2 separate regions of the Gossypium arboreum genome follow, and region 2 is linked to region 1. The links are chromatin contacts, called in public Hi-C maps. All regions are on one chromosome and are shown on one strand. Each heading gives the region's core, a stretch centred on a gene start, on an enhancer-like site or on the middle of the called end of the contact. The rest is flanking DNA. Distances are from core to core; before and after follow the strand shown.

What was found. A called contact is a pair of places that touch in the nucleus more often than the background predicts.
Region 2: a Hi-C map of leaf shows a contact between it and region 1, with 2.6 times the contacts expected there. The contact joins the promoter of LOC108462676 here to the enhancer-like site in region 1. A contact is called at or near these places in 2 of 5 Hi-C or Micro-C datasets (both in leaf).

Annotation. Positions count from the first base shown.
Region 1 is chr13:112,251,187-112,254,644 of ASM2569848v2, forward strand. No RefSeq gene overlaps it. Among protein-coding and RNA genes, the nearest start is that of LOC128287756, 12 kb to the left of the region's middle. Within about 2 kb of position 1,870, at least 2 of the 2 cell types and tissues checked have an H3K27ac peak or open chromatin away from gene starts, as enhancers often do. A contact at or near this core is called in leaf, where this site is marked.
Region 2 is chr13:112,344,283-112,347,665 of ASM2569848v2, forward strand. It overlaps LOC108462676 (organic cation/carnitine transporter 4), which reads left to right and starts at 1,513. Exons shown (of 2, transcript XM_017762594.2): 1 at 1,513-2,029; 2 at 2,513-3,383. The coding sequence starts at 1,582.

The DNA of each region.
Region 1 (3,458 bases), core at 620-3,119:
GAGCTGTTGCTGTTTCTAATTATCCCCGCTTGAAACATCTCATGAATTAATTTCTCTATTTCAGTCTTTTAAATAGTTGGGTATCAATAGGGTCAAACCTTTATCACCACACTTTCATCTTTTAAAGAAATTCTGTGATCATGCAATCGAGGAGGTGGTAACCCCTTAGGCACCTGAAAGACATCTACAAATTCTTCCAACAGTGCCTGAAGATGTTCTTCAGATTCCTTAACTGTGATGGTTGATAGTGCTATTTGATTGGGCGTGTTCATTATCACTGTGTAAGGTCCCAATGCCTGTCCCATAATCATAAAACATTTTTCATTTGAACCATACTCCTCCACGGCCAAAGAACCAGGAACAGCGCCTTGAATAATACAGGTCTGACCCTTAACCATAAATTACATGGTTAATGAGCTAAAATTCTAAACAATGTCCCCTAACATCAATAGCCATTGAACTCCCAAAACCATGTCACATCCTTTTAGTGGAAAAACAATAAAGTCTATTTCAAAATGATGGTTTTGGACCTCCCATGACACTTCTTTACACATTCCCCTAGTAAAGAGACAACTCCTATTTGCTATAAGCACTTTCAACTTCTCTTGAGGTATTACTGGCAAAGACAGTCTACTTACCAGCTTTGCATCTATAAAATTATGCATACTACCAGAGTCAACCAAAATAATGGCTAGAATCAATCCTACCCGAGTAGCTTCCCTCATGGTGTTATGGCTTTGTAACCCATTGAGAGCATGTAACGAAATCACATGGGATTTCGACGGTTCTTCTTCAGAATTTCCTTCCTCGAGCTTCTCTGAACACTCTTGAAATTATTTTGTTTCACTGTCAGATAAAGGCTCCCACAAAAACTGGTATAACTGCGATTTAACACATTTGTGCCACGTATGGTATTTGGCTCGACACCAGAAGCAAAAACCTTTCTGCTTACGTTTTGCCATCACAGCTGGAGAAATAGATCGAGTGCCTGACTTGTTGATTGAAGTATTGCTCACAGACTGTGAAGCAGAAATAGATCTTGTAGATGATGAGGAGTAGCCTGATATGATGAAAGAATTCAACATCGATCTAGGTGAGTTACGCGAAGGTGTGGGAGACTTCTTTGCTGGACAAGATAGGAGCACCTCGATTTTCTTAGCTAACTGAAAAGCTTCCATTAGCGTAGCAGGTTCAAATAGATCCAAGTAGTGACCAATCTCAATTTTTAAATTGCTAAGAAAAATGCTAGTGGCATAAGGTTCGGGTAGATACAATTGATTCAATAGTCCTACGAACATATCTTGATATTGTTCCACCGTACCTTGTTGTTTCAAGTTAACTAGCTCCTTTATAGGGTTGCCAAATTAACCAAAACCAAAATGATCCTGCATATTCTTCATGTATGCTAGCCACGATAGCATCTGGAGACCCCCATTTCGCTGGGAGTAAAAATGATGCCATTCGAACGCTCTCCCTTCTAGATTCAACATCACCACATAGACCTTGCTAGACTCTGGTATTCTCTTAGCCTCAAAATATTGCTCAAGATTGGTCCACCATCCTCAAAAATCATTACCATCAAACTTGGGACATTCAAGCCTACTGACCTTCTCAAACACCCCAACCACAGGTGATTGATTCCTCAAATGCACGCTTCTTACATCTGCCAAGTTCGGTCCAACAGGAACAGTGGGTGCTTCGACCTCCTTTTGATAAAAACCAGGTAGTGCTTCGAGGACCCCTTTCCCATTGTCAAAATACTGACTCAAGAGTGCTTACAAATCCCCTCAGAACTCCTCTTTAAAAGCTTGAAACTTGGAGTCCATCGTTGCTTCTAAACGAGCCATTCTCTCTTGAATTTTGGCAATTTCTTACTGCATACTGCCCACCTCTTTCTGAAACCTCGTCAAAACTCCATCACCGACCATTGTAGGGATCGTAGAGGCTTTGATACCTTTGTTAAGATCTCAAAAATTCCACAGAAAATGTCGAAGAAGAAGAAGAATAGAAGAGAGAACAGAGGAAGAAAAGTTCAGAAAATTTCTTAATGTTTTTCCATAACCGTTTCTCCCATACAATTCATGCTTAAAAGGAGAGAATAACAGCAAAGAAAAGACGTGGCACTTACAGTTGTGCAAAACGCACCGAATCACTAAACTATGCGCCCCGTTTTACTGATTCAATTTTAAGATTGAAACTCACCGTTTTACTTAATGAACTAACCGTTGCAACTAACCGTTATTTTAACAAAAATATTTTGACCCATAACAGGAAGGAAAACAAGGGTTATTGCCGAGGGTTTGGATTGATGAGGTGTCGCTAAAGGTAGAAGCAAAGACCGAAAAAATTAGAAGATATATGAGATGAAGGGGTTGAGGTCAGAGAAAATGGGTATTGAGGCTTCTGATGGTTCGAAACTGTAGGATCGATCGTGATGTTTTGAGGGTTGTTGATCTGTGGGAGCAAGACGATGGTTGTAGTGACGTCGATGAAGGATGCCGGAGAGATGGGGCTGCTGCGTTTCTTGTCGAAAGAAGCTTTTGGTTTTCTTGTTTCTTTTATTTTTCTGGTTCTGTTTTTCTAAGGTTTCTTGAGAAGGCGGTGAGTTTTTTGATTTTTTTTGGGGTTTTTTGATGTGGTTTTATTCATTTTTTGCAATTTTCCACCGTTGTTTTGTGTCACTTGCTTGGTGATAGATTAACTCATGCATATATGCAATTATTTATTGATAATGGCATTTCATCGGTCTTTAATTTTTTTTAAAAAAAGGAGAAAATAATTTTAAAAAAATCAGTTTTTTTTTAAATAAGGGACAGGGAAGGGTTGAGAGCAATCTGTACATAGAAATTTCGCTGAATTTTTCTTAAAAAAAATTCAATATTTAAAAAACCAAAAATTTCATATTTAGTTTAAATTTTATGTGACATTTATAAGCAGTTAACATTCCATGGGAAAAAAAATATCCTTAGCATAATTCAGTTGAAGGTGTGGTATGTGGAGGAAAATTCTCATAAGGCCAATAGCTGATTTGATAACAAAATATTAAAGATATGTACATATTTTCATAATTAAATTCAAATAAAATAGATTAGATTTACTATTGATTTGTGATTCAGGCTAAATTTTGAAGGAAAACACTCTTCCAAAGTCTAAACCACCCACTTTTAGATAAGTCTAGAATTAATGTCATTTCGAAATAGTTACTTTTTTTAAAAAAAATGAATATAAAATAAAATATTATTTAAATACAATATAAACAAATAAATTTGTTGAAGAAAAATCTGAAATAGTTTGGTGGCTGTTTAAAGCACATGCCGTCCGCACCTTATTTTGGACAATCAAAATTGCCTTTGCCTTTCGCCTCATTCTTTAGACTTGACCCCAAGATTTCTAAATTTCCAAGGCTTCTTGGAACATTGACCCCAGACTAGTACTAATTGCACACCCACAATTTATTA
Region 2 (3,383 bases), core at 263-2,762, 93 kb after region 1:
CATTTCAGCATAAACAGTATGTGATGTCGCAACGAGGAGGAGCTCTTCATCCCGACGAGCGACCATTGTCACAACAAGAAAATAAGCTTCGTCCCGACGACACAACCATACTTTGTCACGAGAGAAGAAAGCCACGTAGCAACGAGGCAACGTGTTCCTCAATTTTCTCGGCTTTACTGCTTTCAGTTAAACATTATTTTAGTTTTCCACTTAAACTCTAATTAGTGTAGATTATTTTAATATTATTTGACCTACAAATTGAGGCTATAAATAGGCCTTCTACAACCCTAGAAAGATTAACCTATAACACATTTAGGTATTAACTTTTGCAAGCTTTTAGGGAATTTTGTGTTTAAGTTTTGAGGGTTCTTTTTCGGGTTTTCAAGGTTTAGTTTTTATCCCCATCTTTGTACTATTCGTTTTTTCCAAATTAGTGAAACTATCTTTGCCCGTGGTTTTTATCCTCTTCGGAAGGAGTTTTTCACGTAAATTTTTTATGTTCGATCTCTTCAATTTTTTCGTTATTTCTCTTATTCATTGTTTACATAAATTTATCCCCAACATATCCAATCCTACCAACATATCTCGAATACCACTAGTGTTCATTCTTAATTAGAAGCTTTTAAGGGATGGCCTCTAATTAGCCATAAGGAAAAATTGGAAGTCAAAATTTATTCCACCATGGTTATCACTCTTGATTGCAATTTAAGTTGCTAATTATCTAGTGTATTCTCATCTATGAATTCAAGTTTCTCTTAATTGGATTTGAGAACAAGATCCTGAAACTTGTTGTCAGGGAAGGGATTAAGTATGTGAATGTGATGGCCAGATTGGCAAACAACATTTCTCTGAGTGTCACTAGTATTTAGGATAGATTATGGGTTTTAAGGATGATATAGCTATAAACAATTTTGTATGAATTAAATTATAATAAGATCGATTGAATTGGAAATTAATTAGTATATTGATTCAAAATAATGTAAATTATTTGTTGACTTGTAAACAGTATCAAGCTGTAATTTATCAGCCAAATGAACCAATTAAAAGCTAATTAAACCAATTTTTCTTTGATTAAGATAAACTTTCATGGTCCGGCAAAAGAACACTATTTTTTTGACCGAATTTCATTTAAAATTAATGTAGCTGTCAGCTAATCCTTTTGATTATGTTTTTTATCTGCTTATGTCTGTAATGAGTAATCAACCTCTGGAATTGTTGGAGCTGATGCTATGTACCCAACTATTAGTTAGCTCTTGAATGCACTTTTTTCTGAAAAGGAAAATTTTCAGATTACTTTTGTTTTTCCTTCAAATCAAGCTCCTTTTTTCCTTCAAATGAGTATCGGACCGACGCTTTTATTAACAAGGATAAAAATATACGAAAATCTCAAATCAATGGTTAGATATCCATCCACGTATCGAGTTCACAAATCATCACACCAAGTCATAACCCAAAACATATGGAAATGGAACTTTCCCCTATATATACATACATCTGTGTAAATGGGATCCTAGTTCCTACGTTGAGTAAAAAACATTAATATACACCCAAAAAAAAAACTGCAAAAATAAAAACAGAGCTATGGCTACCGCGGGAGGATCAGAAACCTGTAGCCATGGCTCCTCCTTAGAGTCATCTTTACTCCTTCCGACCAAGCAACCCAATTGGGAGGCTATACCCGAATCCGAATCCGAGAAGCTTTGCATAGACGACATGCTAGATGTGTATTGCGGAGAATTCGGGTCGTGGCAATTGAGACACTTTGTTTTAACGAGCCTGGCATGGGCGTTGGAAGCTTTCCACACCATGGTTATGATATTTGCGGACCAGGAACCTGGTTGGCGGTGCGTGGAAGGGTCAGGATCACGGTGTGATGAGAAGGCTGAAAGTGTTTGTGGGCTTGAACCAGGGTCTTGGGAATGGGAGGGTGGTCCGGGAAGCTCCACCGTGGCTCAGTGGGGATTGGTTTGCGGGGAGAAGTATAAGGTTGGGCTTGTTCAAGCCTTGTTTTTCGCTGGCTGCATGATTGGTAACATGTTCTCACCTTATCTTTCTCTTTATTCCAAAACCCGTAATATTAAACACGATACGGAAAATAACAATATTAATACATAAATTGTTAGGTTATTAACGTTATGCTAATGTAGTTTTAGGAACATAACAAGTTAGTTTTTTCTGGCATGGAAACCATATCTACATGGCGCAATAAATGCATTTGTGGACCCGAAATTTCATGGGAAAAAATAAGGATTTCTTTTCAGAAAACTGTTATCTGATCGAGCAATTACAGATAACAGAAATATTTTCAAAGAAAAAAAAAGGAAGTTGATGATCAAGTTGAAAGCTAAAGTTCAGACATGAAGATCATATTCTTGATGTTGATAATGTGTCTGGGTTCTACCATACATTTTCAATCTTCCTTTTGAATGTAAAGAATCACTCGTTCATGAACATGGTGAATGCTTGAATTCATGACTAAAACTAATTTTTTCTACACAATTATTTTTTTTAGGCGCAGGAGTATTTGGTCATCTATCAGACTCAAGCCTTGGAAGAAAGGGTTCCTTGAAGACAGTTTGTATCTTAAATGCCATCTTTGGTTGCCTCACATCAATAGCGCCAGACTACTTCACATATTTGCTTCTCAGGTTCCTAACAGGGTTCAGCACCGGTGGGGTTGGCCTTTGCTCCTTTGTATTAGCCACCGAACCAGTTGGTCCAACCAAGCGTGGTGTGGCTGGAATGTCCACATTCTATTTCTTTTCAACCGGCATCGCCTTACTTGCAGGCATTGCTTACATTTTCCCTACATGGCGTGCTCTTTATGTCGCCTCCTCTGTCCCCTCTGTCCTTTTCCTTTTTCTAGTTATTCCATTCATCTCTGAGTCCCCGCGATGGTACCTTGTTCGAGGGAAAATAAATAAAGCAATGAAAATCATGCAAGCCATAGCCAAATCTAATGGAAATAATCTCCCTGAGGGGATTATCCTAGCACTGGATGATGAAGCTAATGATGCTTCAAATGATAACCAGAGTAGCTCCAAGGAAGCTGTCTCTGGTTCCATAGTAGATGTAATCCGATCACCGGTCACCTCTATTCGACTATTTCTTGCAGTCGGAATCAGCTTCACTTGCTCAGTTGTGTACTATGGGCTTAGCTTGAATGTTGTCAACCTTGAGACAAATATTCACTTAAGTGTCCTTCTTAATGCAGTGGCTGAAATGCCAGCATTCACGATAACAGCAGTTTTATTGGATAGATTTGGGAGGAAGCCGTTGGCAATTGGGACACAATGGTTCAGCGCAATATTTTGTTTAACGGGGAGTGTAGTGGGGAGTGTTAGGATGTGGGAAGTAATCAAAATGGGCTGTGGGGTTTTGGG